Regions from separate parts of the Mus musculus genome. Here region 2 is linked to region 1. Evidence: chromatin contacts called from public promoter capture Hi-C data. All regions are on one chromosome and are shown on one strand. The core of a region is the stretch at or near the end of the contact, and the rest is flanking DNA. Distances in the headings are between cores, read along the strand shown.

Evidence for each region. Promoter capture Hi-C pulls out the DNA fragments that hold promoters and counts their contacts.
Region 2: a promoter capture Hi-C map of trophoblast stem cells shows a contact between it and region 1, with 6 times the contacts expected there. The contact joins the enhancer-like site here to the promoter of Krtap2-4 in region 1. A contact is called at or near these places in 8 of 39 promoter capture datasets (3T3-L1-derived adipocytes, Sertoli cells, cranial neural crest and 5 more), 1 of 15 datasets of contacts at CTCF or cohesin (large pre-B cells), 2 of 484 Hi-C or Micro-C datasets (the G1E-ER4 cell line and embryonic stem cells), 5 of 115 datasets of contacts at active chromatin or transcription factors (the NIH/3T3 cell line, astrocytes, embryonic fibroblasts and 1 more) and 2 of 9 other capture datasets (adipose tissue and embryonic stem cells).

What each region holds. Positions count from the first base shown.
Region 1 is chr11:99,610,587-99,616,676 of GRCm38.p6, forward strand. It overlaps Krtap2-4 (keratin associated protein 2-4), which reads right to left and starts at 4,260. Exons shown (of 1, transcript NM_027800.1): 1 at 3,431-4,260. The coding sequence starts at 4,197. The coding sequence ends at 3,802. It overlaps Gm32730 (a long non-coding RNA gene), which reads left to right. Exons shown (of 5, transcript XR_880207.2): 4 at 5,796-5,966.
Region 2 is chr11:100,278,099-100,284,937 of GRCm38.p6, forward strand. It overlaps Gm14206 (a long non-coding RNA gene), which reads right to left. Exons shown (of 5, transcript XR_880211.2): 2 at 2,888-3,068; 3 at 2,357-2,484; 4 at 1-975. Among named protein-coding and RNA genes, the nearest start is that of Krt42, 12 kb to the left of the region's middle. Within about 2 kb of position 4,678, at least 53 of the 459 cell types and tissues checked have an H3K27ac peak or open chromatin away from gene starts, as enhancers often do. A contact at or near this core is called in embryonic stem cells and trophoblast stem cells, where this site is marked.

The DNA.
Region 1 (6,090 bases), core at 3,010-5,509:
GTGAATTCAGCAAATCATCTTGCTGTTTCTTCTCCATTGTTCAACTCTCTGCACAAAACAAAGCAAGAGTGTTGACAGAGTTAATACGAATTTTCTATCTCCTCGGGAGCTCCAGGAACACACCCTAGCAGGCCTGTATTTTCAATGGCCTTGGATACACATTCGCTGATTTTCAGGGTCTTACTTTTCTGAGACAAAAGGAATTCCATTGTTTACTATTTTTATTTAATATTGCTCAATGCTATCTGTGTCAAACATCATGCTTAACTAAATACATGTATTAATTTATTCTTAATAAATCCCTACAAGGTGAGGATTATGATATCTTTTGGTTTCCCTATATCAGACTCGGTAAGTGATTTTCTCAATGTCAAACATTAGTAAATGCTACAGCCAATACTCAGTCCCCAAATATGTGCCATGATATTGTTCATAAGTCCAACGAGCTGCAGAATTAATGACGAGGACCACATGACCAGGTCTAATGGAGTATTTGCTTTAAGAATTTTAATGGTGTATATACTTTTATAATTGTTATTTGTGACACCTTCAGAGTCATCTGTACACATTCTCTCTTACCAAGTATCTCCAGGAACTAGAAGAATTGAGTCTCACATAATTTGGGAATTCTCAAAATTCTAAAACATGCCTCCAAACAGAGTGTCACAATTGGGCATAGTTAATCGGTCATGGGACACTTTGAACAAAGCCACCAAACAGGTGAGGAAGTCAAAGACCTTGAGCCTATCCAGAGGGGCTTCCATCCCTGAGGAGAATAGTCCTAGCTAGTTTCAATACAAAGCAGTCTTCGTCTACCTTGTCTATATCTAGTATCTCCAACACCTCCTCAAGTTCATTCCCACCCACAGAACCAACTGTGATGTTCAATTGCGTCAAACTCTCAGGCCTTCTGCAAAACTTAGGTCATGATTTTACAGCTCCTGTGTCTGTCCTTTCTCTGCAATTATTTCTGCCTTAGATCTGTGGTTGAAGGCTCTGGTTTACCCCTTGCCATCCGTCCTGCTGCTTATACAGTTCCTTACAGGGTCACTCAGCATGCTAGCAGCCAGTGTAGTTGACACAGGCACAGGGTTACCACAGAGACAAATGAATGATAATAAAGATAGTGTGGAAGACAACACAACATCTTCTGTCTGAGAAAGCACAGCAAGATAAAGAGAAAGTTTCTATATGTCTAAGACTAAAAGTACTGAGGGGAATAAAGCAGAGGTGTTTAGAGATTATTTTAAAATGGTGAGCTGTAATGGCTACTCCTAGTTGTCAACTTGACTATGTCTGGAGTGAACTACAATCCAGAATTGAAGGGATTACCTGTGATCCAGATCTTGTGGCTGGAAGACACAAGTTTCTGACCTGGATCTTGGCATGGAGATCTTGAGGCATAGTGGTTATGAAAAGCTTAGGCCTAGGCGAGGTAGTGCACACCTTTAATTTCAGGAGACTAAGACAAGAAGATCTCTGTGTTCAAGGTCAGCCTGGAACAAAACAAGTCCCAGATCCAGGCATTGGTGGCACACATACCTTTAATCTGGGCCACACCTTCTGCTGGAGACCTACATAAGGACATTGGAAGAAGGAAGATTTGTTCTTCTTTGGATTTATTTTCCAGCACATCTGTTGGAATCTACTTCTACAGAAGACCAGCTGAAACAACTAGCCCTGTGGGACTGAGCAACTACTAGATCCTTGGACTTCCAATTCACAGCTGATTATTGTTGGGGAGTTAGAGTACAGACTGTAAGTCATCGTAATAAACTCCCCCAATATAGAAAGACATTCCATACATTCTGTGACTCTAGAAAATCCTGACTAATACATAAAAAAAGATATGTAGAAAGAGATTGACTTATATAGAGAGAGGGATGTAGCTCAGTGATAGAACTCTTGCTTAATGTTTGTAAGGCTCCAACCCCAGCACTGAGAGAATGATATAAAGAAATGGGATCTGTAAACCAAAGGCCTGCTGGGAAATAATTGCCCTCAATAATAACAACAATAGTAATAAACAAATGATAATAGTAACAACCCATTGTACACATACTAAATTTTTATCAAATGGTTCCTAAAAGTTGCTAGCCACAGAACACCCTGTACATATTACTTCTTGTTGCAACACTTTGTGGAGAAAGCCAGCTTAGCAGAATAAGAATACACATATCAGAAAGGAGAATGGGGCTAGGAATGTGTCTTCCTCTCCTCTCACCTACTTAACGCTTACTTATTTTCAATATAATTTATTATTTTCTATGTGCCATGTATCGTGCAGATGAATAAAAATCCAGTCTTGACTGAAGCCAGCCCAGACCCTCTCCTCACAAAGCTTTCTTACTTGACTTCTCTCACTAATCAGTGCGTAGGGCTAAGCGTACAAGCAGCACATTTTAAAAGATTCACTTATATTTGGTTCCAAAGACACAAAGTTTTACATTGCTTTTTTTTTTTTTTTTTTTTTTTTTTAGCTCTTGTTTTGTAATTTGTTTGAGTCTGTTATTTCTTTAGAATGACTTCTGTGGTAGATGCCCTTTTTTGTTTGTTTGTTTGTTTGTTTTCCAAGACAGAGTTGCTCTTTGTAACAGCCCTGGCTGTCAAATCACTTTGGAGACCAGGGTGGCCTTGAACTCACAGAGATCTTCCTGCCTCTGTCTCCCAAGTGCTGGGGATAAAGACATGTGCTACCCTGCTGAGTTGGTAGATGGCATTTTTTGAGTGGGGTGGGAAACCATAAATAAATAAATAAATAAACCCAAAACCAGTGGTTAGCCTTCCTGACTGGTTTATCTGACAACAGTGAAACTGCCCCACAAAGGGTTAATGTAATCACCTGATTACATTAGTAATTCATATACCCTATATGAACCCATGTCGGCACTGTTTCAGTGACACGGTATGTGAGATTCTAGCAAAGGCTGTATAATTCTGTTCTCATCAGCAGCTGCATCAGAAACCTAGCTGCTGTGGTGGTGCTGGCTGGGGAGATGAGAGAAAGACTGACCCAGGAGCTAAAGAAGACCTCAGTGATGAGGGGTTTCTGGGTGAGATGACCATGGCATAGTTTTCTATGTTGGGAAGCGAGCGGGGCTGTAACTCGGACTTTGTTCCTTTTCTTGTGTGTATGAACCACTCCCAAATCATACTCAGGATCGAAGATCTGTCTCACTATTTTTGTCCTGTTACCACCGAAGTCTGTGTCTTTAAAGACGAAAGCCCATTGGCGAGATGATCTGAAATGTTCAAATTCTTTTCACCATCATGGACCATGCACCTCAAAGGCTCTTGGGGGTGGGGAGGGAAGGTCAAAATACAGCTGTTAGGAACATTTCTCCTTCTAGACATCCCATTCTGAACAGTGTAATTTACACATCAATGAGGTTTCAAACATCAAGAAAGAATACAAAAAGGATGTGTGTACTTCACCAAAAATAAAATTTTATTTTTTTTATCATGCAAAACCATAGCACAAGGATACCATGCTGAAAACATATCCCATCTGAACCTTGAAATTAAAAAAAAAAAATTACAGTGACTCAATGGGATGGATCTTCATGAAAAAACTTAACATTTGCTTACATATGCTTTTGATGCCAAGAATTCTGCTGATGGGAGCTAGAATATGTCTAGAGCTATGCAGATGACTAGCTGAATATATATATGGAGAACTTGATAGGCCTTTACGGTTGGGTGAACTGGGGAAGTACAGATGGGCTGCAAAAGTGGTGTCTCTCTGCTCCATCAGGAGTAGGACGAGTTCTGTTCACCCGGAGAAGCTGCCTATGTGATGGCTCAGCAGCAGGTGTTACAGGGGGAGGTCCTGCAGGTGGTGCGACAGGGAGCAGGCTGGCAGCAGGGGGGCCTGCAGCAGGGAGCCTGCACTGAGATGGGCTGGCAGCAGGTGGAGGCCCAGCAGCAAGGCCTGCAGACCACAGCTGTGCAAGAGGTGGGGCAGCAGGTGATGGGGCGACAGCAGCCCTGCTGCAGGCTGCAGGGGTCACAGCAGATGGGGCGGCGGCAGGGCTCACAGATGGGCCTGGTGCAGTGGGGCACACAGGTCACAGGGCGACACACTGTGGTCTGGCAGGACACTGGGCGGCAGCAGCAGGGGTCCCTGCAGCAGCAGGGCTGGCAGCAGCCTCCTCCACAGCTCTGGGAGGAGAAGGATCCACAGCAGGAGCCTGTCATGGTGGTGTCTGGGCTGGAGTGGGGCTGAGAAGTGAGGAGAGGTTGGGAGTTCTCAGGTACGATGTCTTGTCTAGGTTGGGTCCCTTTATATACCTGAACAGTGCTGACCAACGGCCATTTCCTGGACTTGTGGTTACCCAATGAAAAGAGAGCCCTGGATTCAGTTGCCAGGCAACATTTCTAATATCTGCAAGGATGCTTTTCTTCCTAGCCTTCTCCTATTCCCTTGGAATGAACACTTGGTAATTTGTATCATCAGAACTATTGCTCACCTGTCAGTCAATCCTCCCAGGCTAGACCATGTGACAGATTGAAAGTCCAGAGGACACACTGGTGATGTCACTTTCCCCTTGTTCACAGTCTCTGAGTCGGTGTGAGCCTACAATGCACATGAGTCACCAGCCTGAGCTCTGAGTGACATCCAGACCCAGTAACAATTCCTGAAGAGCCAAGATGGCTCATAAAAGTAGGTGTGTGTCTATGTTGTTATGGAAAATATGCCCCAGGGCTTCTGGAAAATGGATTATTACCTTGTTCCTGGAGACTGAGTCACCAAAGCATCAGAGTGGCATTTGAGAAAGGTCTTGAATTGTCCCGTAACTGGAAACTTCTCATGAGACACTTAATATGTGAACAGGACAATTTGGGGGATAGAGAAGAAAAAACTAGGCCTTGAAATTTCCTACCACAGAGCAGTGACGATTTGTAAGGAGACAAGCTAAAACTAAAAGCCATTTAAGGTGAAAAACTTTGTAAATAAGATCAAACCAAGTGACAGTTTTACTCATGCCTGTCTTCTAAATTTGTCTCTTGATTATTATATTTCTTGCTTCCTAAGTGCGACAGAGGCAATGGCACGTTACGTTCTTTAAAAATCTATTGTGGAGCTGGTGAGATGGCTCCTGCCACCGGGCCAGACAAATCCCAGAAGCCACATGGTGGAAAGAGGAAACGGACTCCTGCAAGTTGTCCTCTGACTTCCTCACCTACACCCTGCCACAACTGCACCCACAGACATGTGTGTGCATCCATACACAAAATAAAAAGCTTGAATAAAATCTATTGAACATATTTGAGGAGGAATCAATTATCTTACTGTAGTCAATATGTGGATTGATGGCTGAGAATTGTGACTGCTTATAAAATATGATATAAGATTATTAGAAGGACAAGACTTAGTGGAGTAGTGACTGCATAAAGAATTTTATGTATCACCACTACAATAGTCAGATACCAGAGATAAGTCAAGGTTTGGGAGGCTGCTGTATGCATTGGACAAGGATTGCTGAGGACTCTGGATCAAGTTTGCCTCTGAGTGTGTGTGATGGCTAGTTTGGATTGTCAACTAGTCACAGTGGAGAATCAACCCCGGGAACGAGTCACAACTGTCTAGATTAGGTCAGCCTGTGGCTATGCCTGTGTGTTGTTTCCTTAATTGAGTTAACTGAGGTGGGAAGCCAGACCCTGTCTGTGGGTAGACTGACCCTGTGTGGGGGTACCAATGTTTCGTGGCCTGGGCTCTGGAGTAAATGCAAGTGAGTGTGAGCTGAGTACCACGGTGCATGCAGTAACTCATTGCTCTCTGATCTTGACTACAGATGTGTTGTGAGCAGCTGCTCCAACCTCCTGCCACCTGGACTCCACTCCCCCATCATGATGTGCCAAGACCTGGAATTGCACTTTAAAATAAAAGCCTTGCTTCCTTCAATTGCCACAGTCAGGAATGTTGTCACAACAGATAGTAACTAGTACAAGACTCCAAATTTCAGGTAGGAGATGTGAAGTTGTAATACTGTTCTTTCCTTTCACCATATCATTATTTCCTCTGGAAGATGGGTCATATGTTTGTTCCATAACCCACACTGACATTGGATGTTTTGTGTACAGTCGTGT
Region 2 (6,839 bases), core at 3,428-5,927, 670 kb after region 1:
GGACTGACTGGGAGGCTGGGTTCCAAAGCCAGGGCAGAAGCAACGAGCCAGGCAGAGGTGAAGACCTGCCAGGTGTGTTTGGGGAATACCTGAAGGCCGGAAGCTGGGTCAGCATCCTGGAATGACGCAACCAGAGTGCTGGGGAAAGGAGCCTGTTAGATGCAGCTTGTCTTTCTATTGGCTAAGCATGCGCTCTGTGCTGGGTGCTGTCCCTGACACTGGAAATCGGGTGGTGACGTAAGAGCCCGCTTTTCTATCCTAATGGAGCAATCTGTCTGCTGGAAAGGTTGGGTAAGATCAACAAATCCGAGAATAACGTGTTCTCCAAGTCTAGGGAGGTCCCCATCTACAGCTAAGGTGAGATGAGGAAGGAGCCAGCCATACACAAGGAAGATAATTCCAGATGCGCAGGCCCTTGGGCTGAGCGCCTCTTCAGAGAGCCTGAGGTTGAGGAGAGTGAGGCTGAGCCACCAGACAGAGACTGAAGTCCCTGATGCCCTAGAGCAGCAATTCTCAACCGTCCTAGCATAGTGACCCTTTAATACCTCATGTTGTGGTGACCTCCAACCACAAAATTATTTTTTGCTACTTCATAATTTTCCTTCTGTTATGAATCATAATGTATGTATTGGAAATGCAGGATAGCTAATAGGTGACACACACACACACACACACCAAAAGGGGGGGTCATGACCCACAGGCTGCTCTAGAGCTTTCAGGGTGGTGTCTATGGGGTGTCAGGCCTGAGAACCAGGATCTACAGTCCCCTGGGCCAGGCAAGGCAGAATCTGCTGATGGCTTCCGTTCACTTCTTCCACAGCCGTCTACATGACAAAGTGCTTCCCCCGCCTCGCTGGGATCCAGGCTGCTTCCAGGGAGAGCTTTGTGGAGAGAGAGCTTCCTGGAACCCCTCTGGGGAATGTCTGGGCTTGCAGAACATGTGGGAAGTGACTGGAACGAAGGCTGAGAAGAAACCTGCAAGGAAGGGATACTGAGGAACTCAGATTGTGTTCATCATTGCTGTGCTTGGGTTTGTTCATTCATTTGTTCCCTAACTTGCTTGCTTGCTGTGTTAGGCACCGAAGCAAGGACCAGGTACATGCTAAGCATGGATTTCCCCTACTTAGCCATGTCCTCAACCTTTACTTACTCTTAATATGTCTACGCGTCTAGATGTTTTAAGAAAGGCGGGTTCTCATATAGCCCGGGCTGGCTTCAAACTTGCTATGTATAGAAGGGCAGCCTTGAACTTCTGATCCTCCTGTCTCCCTAGTGCTGAGATTTCAGGCACTGGCTTATATGGTGCTGGGAATCAAACCCAGAGCTTTGTCCAGGCTAGACAAGCACTTTACCAATTGGGATACAGCTCTAGACTGTATAGATTTTAATTCCACAGAAGGAAACACTATCCATCTCTCAAGGCCTGTCTCCCAGGCAACAGTATCTCTGAAACAGCAGACTCTTTCCATCCACTCCTCCATTCCAAGCATCTCTGGACTCCAATGTTTTTTGTTTACACAAAATGGCATAGTATACATCCCTGAACATATGGTGGTGTGAACTTTTACAAACCCAATCTTAGGGGAAACTTTGGTAATGGGATCACTGGGTTAATGAGTAATGTTCTATTTTTGGTTGAGACAGTGTCCTGCTGTGTTGCCAAGGCTAGCCTTAAACTTCCGGGTTTACATAACCCACCTACCTCCAAGGAGTATAGACATTCACCTGGCTGGCAAATAATTTTTATCCCTTTTTCTCATTTTTTATTTATTTTTATTATTATGGATGAATGGATGCAAGTATGCGTAATACATACATATGCATGCATACATGTGTGTGCATGTGCCCAACGGGGCCAGAGGGTATCAGATCCCTGGAAATGGAGTTACTGGTGGGTGTAAGCCACTCAGTCTGGATAATGGAAGCAATCGTGAGACCTCTGCAAGAGCGATGAGTGCCAACAGTCCGGAGGGCTGGAGAGATGGCTCCGTGGTTTTGGTTTTGAGACATGGTATCGCTGTGTGGCCCTGGCTTTCCTGGAACTCACATGTAAACCAGGCAATCCTGGAACTCACAGAGATCCACCTGCCTCTGCTTCCCAAGTGCCAGGATTAAAGATACATGCCACCATACCCAATGACTGTTTGTTGTTGTTGTTGTTTTAAGACAAAGTCCCCTGTAGCCCAGACTGGCCTCAAACTTGCTATCTAGTGGCAGACTAGAAGATGTCTCTGAGCTTCTGATCCTTCTGCCTCCACTCCCCAACCAAATAGAATTGAGCTTCCCCACTAACTTGTAGCAGCCCGGGAAACCAGTGAGACCCAGCTGTTCCCCATGCTGCAGGCTCTATGGTTACCTTTGCCAACGTCAAAGGGCTCCTTGGTCACCTCAGTTTTCACTCCTAACTCCTGGGTGACACGAAGCATCCGTCCTGGATTTGTTAGGGTTTCTATTGCTGTGATGGAACACCGTGACCGAAGCAACCTGGGAGAGAAGGGTTTGTTTGTCTTATGCGTCCACAGAACTGTCCATCATTGAAGGAAGTCAGAACAGGAACACACAGGCTGGAACCTGGAGGCAGGAGCTGATGCAGAGGCCATGGAGGAGGGTTACTTGCTGGCTTGCTCAGCCTACTTTCTTATAGAACCCAGGACCACCAGCCCAGGGACAGCACCACCCACAATGGGCTGAGCCCTCCCCCATCAATCACTAGTTAAGAAAATTTCTTCCAGCTGAATCTTATGGAGGTGTTTTCTCAATGGAGGTTCCCTTCTTTCAGATATCTCTAGCTCATATCAAGTTGACATAAATATCCAGGATCTCTTCTTGGGTCCCTACCGACCCCTACGAGCTGACCTTTGACCCCTACAAGCTGACCTTTCCTGACCTTTGCCTGTCTTCTCCTTGCCAGCTGATGACATGGTTCACAAGCATGGCTCAGCCTCCGCACACTCGCTGTGTGAGTGGTTTCCCCATGTTGTCTGTGGGTCTTCTTTTCCATCTGAACAGTCCCTTTGGGTCACCTTCATCCATTGTGTCTTTGCTTCTGCCCCACCTCCTCCCAGCTCCTGGAGTTTGAGAAAAAGGCTTTCCTTAGTGAGAGAAAAATGTAACACTGGGGAGAACCCAGAACCCACCCCAGACTGAGGTGACAGCCTGGGAAACAGACATGAAAATGGACACAGAGCTGGGTAGCCAGCAGGAGCATGGATCAGGGCAGGTGGCCAGCAGGGCACAGGCCAGGGCAGGTTGGAAGCAGGGGGATAGCTTTCTAGGTTGAACAGGTGGGCAGTGATGACTGTAATTCTGTGTTGCAGACATAATTTAGGCGGAGGGAAGCTGAGGGACACCTTGTACATCCTCACCTGTTTATTGGTGATGGGACCCGGCCACCTCCATCTCTGTCCCCAGAAATAGACACACCAAACAATGCTTGTCAAATAAATGATCAAATGAATGACCAAGTCACCAGAGTTGGGAAAGCCCTTTCCCCAAAGGAGAGGAGGGAAGGATATACAACTGAAGGGCCCTCCTCCATAATCTCCATTGTCCCCACAGCCATTAAGGAACAGCCCCCAAGCCCCAAGCTCAGCTAGGAAGAGAGCTGTGCCCACCAACCAGTCCTGTGGAAGCCTCTAGATCTTTGTGGCAGGAGAGTGAGCTGTGTCTGGTCCTAACAACTCCAGCTTAAAACAGACAAGGAATCTCCTCCTACAGGCCGTCCAGGGAAGTAAGAGAGTGGGGCGGAGCCCTGGATTATAACAACCAGGAACTTTCTAAAAAGGCTGTCTGACTCTCAACAGACTCTGGAGTCTAGAGAAAAACCTCCAGGGCAGACCAGAGGGGGTCTTTATGTTCCTGGGGGGTGTTTCAAAGTCGCTGAGAGACAGAAAAGAATAGAAGCTGAACAGGCAGGTACCTGACCAGGAAGCTGAAGGGACAGTGTGGAGTCCCGCCCCACCTCGTCCCAAGGTCCTCTTGCCCTAAAAGGGAAGCCATTTGGCCTCTAGGCTCCAGCATCTTTCCATTCTTGGAAAGAACGCATTACAGAGTGCAACCTAAGCTTCAATCCTGTAGCTAGAGCACCATCTGCTGGTAATTTGCGGTACTGCACCCTTGTTCACAAAGACACAGAAGAAATTCAGGAGGATGCTGGACCACATATCTGTCAGCTGCCTCTTCAGACCCCTTCCCTGGAGTCTGGGTCAGCTCATCTCCCTCATTATACAACTCCCTAGTATGCCACCCCCCGACTCTCCCACTGCACCAAGCCCCAGTTGGGCCACTGTGTCCATTGTCCCACGCGTCACTCCTTTCCTACCCCTTAGGCTCCTCTATGAAACTGCTCACCCCAAGGCCAGCTTCGAGTTTGGGGATCCCTGGGTCAGTCCCTATTCTTCAAGAGGAGTACTCTCTTCCTACTGAAAATTCTTTAACAGCAGCAGCTGTTATTGGTGTGCATGCCACACAGGGTGTGACCCCCCAAAACTGGGAACCCGATACAAACCAATGAAAGAAACGGCTATGCGCACACCTACATGGCTACCCTACATGCACATCCAAGCATGTTCTGCATGTGTGGATGAACAGCAAGAGGGTCTCACTGGATGAGCCAGATAGGCTCTTTGTCACCTAGGCTGGAGCTAAGAGGCTCGAATCTCTGATCGTGCGCCTGCAGAGGGCAGCACTGAGCTGCTCGGGGCTAGCTGGACAGACACCGCGGTTGTTTTGACCTCAGACCTGGGAATGGCTTCTGCTCACTAACTCCAGGGCCATGAGGATAGGGGAAGGGCCCATGTCGAAAGATTTAGTGTCTGAGGTCCTGGAGAAATGGCTCAGCAGTTAAGAGCATGTTTTTCCTTCCCAAGTTCAGTCCCTAGCACCCATAGTAGGTAGCTCACAATCACTTGGAAGTCCAGCTCCAGGGAATTCAATATGTCTAGCCTCTGTGGGCACTTCACTTGCACATTCTCACACAAAGACAGACAGACAGACACACACACACACATTCATGTGATTTCAAATTAAATTGATTTTTTTAAGTTTGAGTGTCTAATAACACATAGTAGATTCTATGCCTTTATTGGGGATATAAGATTGTGAGGTATGGGTCTGTGCGTCATGTGTAACGTGTGCACACATATACATTTCAGAATGCATGCTAGTGCAAGGTCCTGTGATTCTATGTCTTAAATCCTACATACATTTTGTCAGTATTATTTTGACTCTCTTCCATGTTGCGTTTTTAAAGAGAAAGAAAGAAAGAAAGAAAGAAAGAAAGAAAGAAAGAAAGAAAGAAAGAAAAAGAAAGAAAGAAAGAAAGAAAGAAAGAAAGAAAGAAAGAAAGAAAGGAAGGAAGGAAGGAAGGAAGGAAGGAAGGAAGGAAGAAAGAAGGAAAGAAAGAAAGGCCTCAAAGTTCTCACTAGAATGTGGAAACTCCCCTGGGGGGCGGGGGTTGAGCCTGCAGTTCCCTGGAATTTCCCAGAATTCATAGAAAGACTCTGGGTTTCACTTACATTGACTATAACCTTAGAGGAGAGGTGGGCCTGAGTCCAAGTTCAGCACTTCCCCAACGCAAGTGGCTAGTTCACACAGGTGCACATGCAACTCACCTTCACAGAGCTTGCACACAAATGCACACCTACACAGCCCACACATACATTTGCACACGGCTACCATATGGACTCACACATTCAACCTCATTCAAGTCTAATCACATGCCCTTGCACTAGTGCGTGCACGTGGCACACAGACACATACCTCACAGCCCTGCATCCTCAGGTCCACACACAGCCACACTCTAAGCTTAGACACATGCTCTCACATGCTCATAGACAATCGCACATGCGCACACAACCTCACACTGACACACAGTCACACTTGTCTCATGTGTGCACACTTTTGCCCTGTACACTTGCCCGTGCTTTCAGTCCTACAACCTCTTCATTGTCACATTACACACTCGTTCACACTCACACAAAGCCGCCATTGCCACTATAGTAAAAAAAAAAAAAAAAAAACCTTACATTACCACAGGGCTACCCCTAGACAAGCCTGAACAGGCCGTGATCCCAGGATAGATTTCTAGAATCTTCCCAGGAGATACCAAACCCAAGGTAGAGTGATGTCCCCCACATTCCCAGTCTAGAGCAAGCAGAATCAGGACCAGGAGTGTTGACAGCACACACAGGTCACCAGGCCCTGATGACTTCAAGCTTCAGTTCCCTTCCAGTTAGGTCACCTTTGAACTGTGTGAGGCAAGGCCTGGCCAGAAAACCTGACAGGGACACTTGGGCGCTATCACTTATCCTTATGAGGCACACCGAAGGCCTGAGCAGATTAAATTCTGGGGGCATCTAAGCACCCTGGGCCAGTCAAGAGGCAGGACAGGTACGGAGGCACAGCACAAACTGGAGTCACTGTAGACATTGCCTGTCCACACGGGTATGGCTGTCAGGTGTGAAGGCCAGTGGCACACAAGAAGCTCACACTCTCTGAGAAGAGTGAGACAAGCCAGAGGAGGGGAGACAGAGATGGATGCTGAGCCTAGAGAGATGGGGGGGAGGGCCAGCCTGCCAGGGACCCTAGCAGGGAAAGCGGCCTGGATCCTAAAGGCAGTAGGTATGGGCTAGGGAAGGCGTGCTTCCCTTACAGAGGTTGGCAAACGGGGACCCAGAATCTACAGGGCTGACTGACCCTCAGCTGTCACCTGGGGAGCGGGGCTGACCTAGAAATCCACCCACTGGTCCTCCCACGGGCCCTGTCTCTCCCTAACTCCTCAGAATGAAGTCCCCCGTGAGCGACAAAACCTTTGTCTGTACAGAGGACTAATGGTTTCC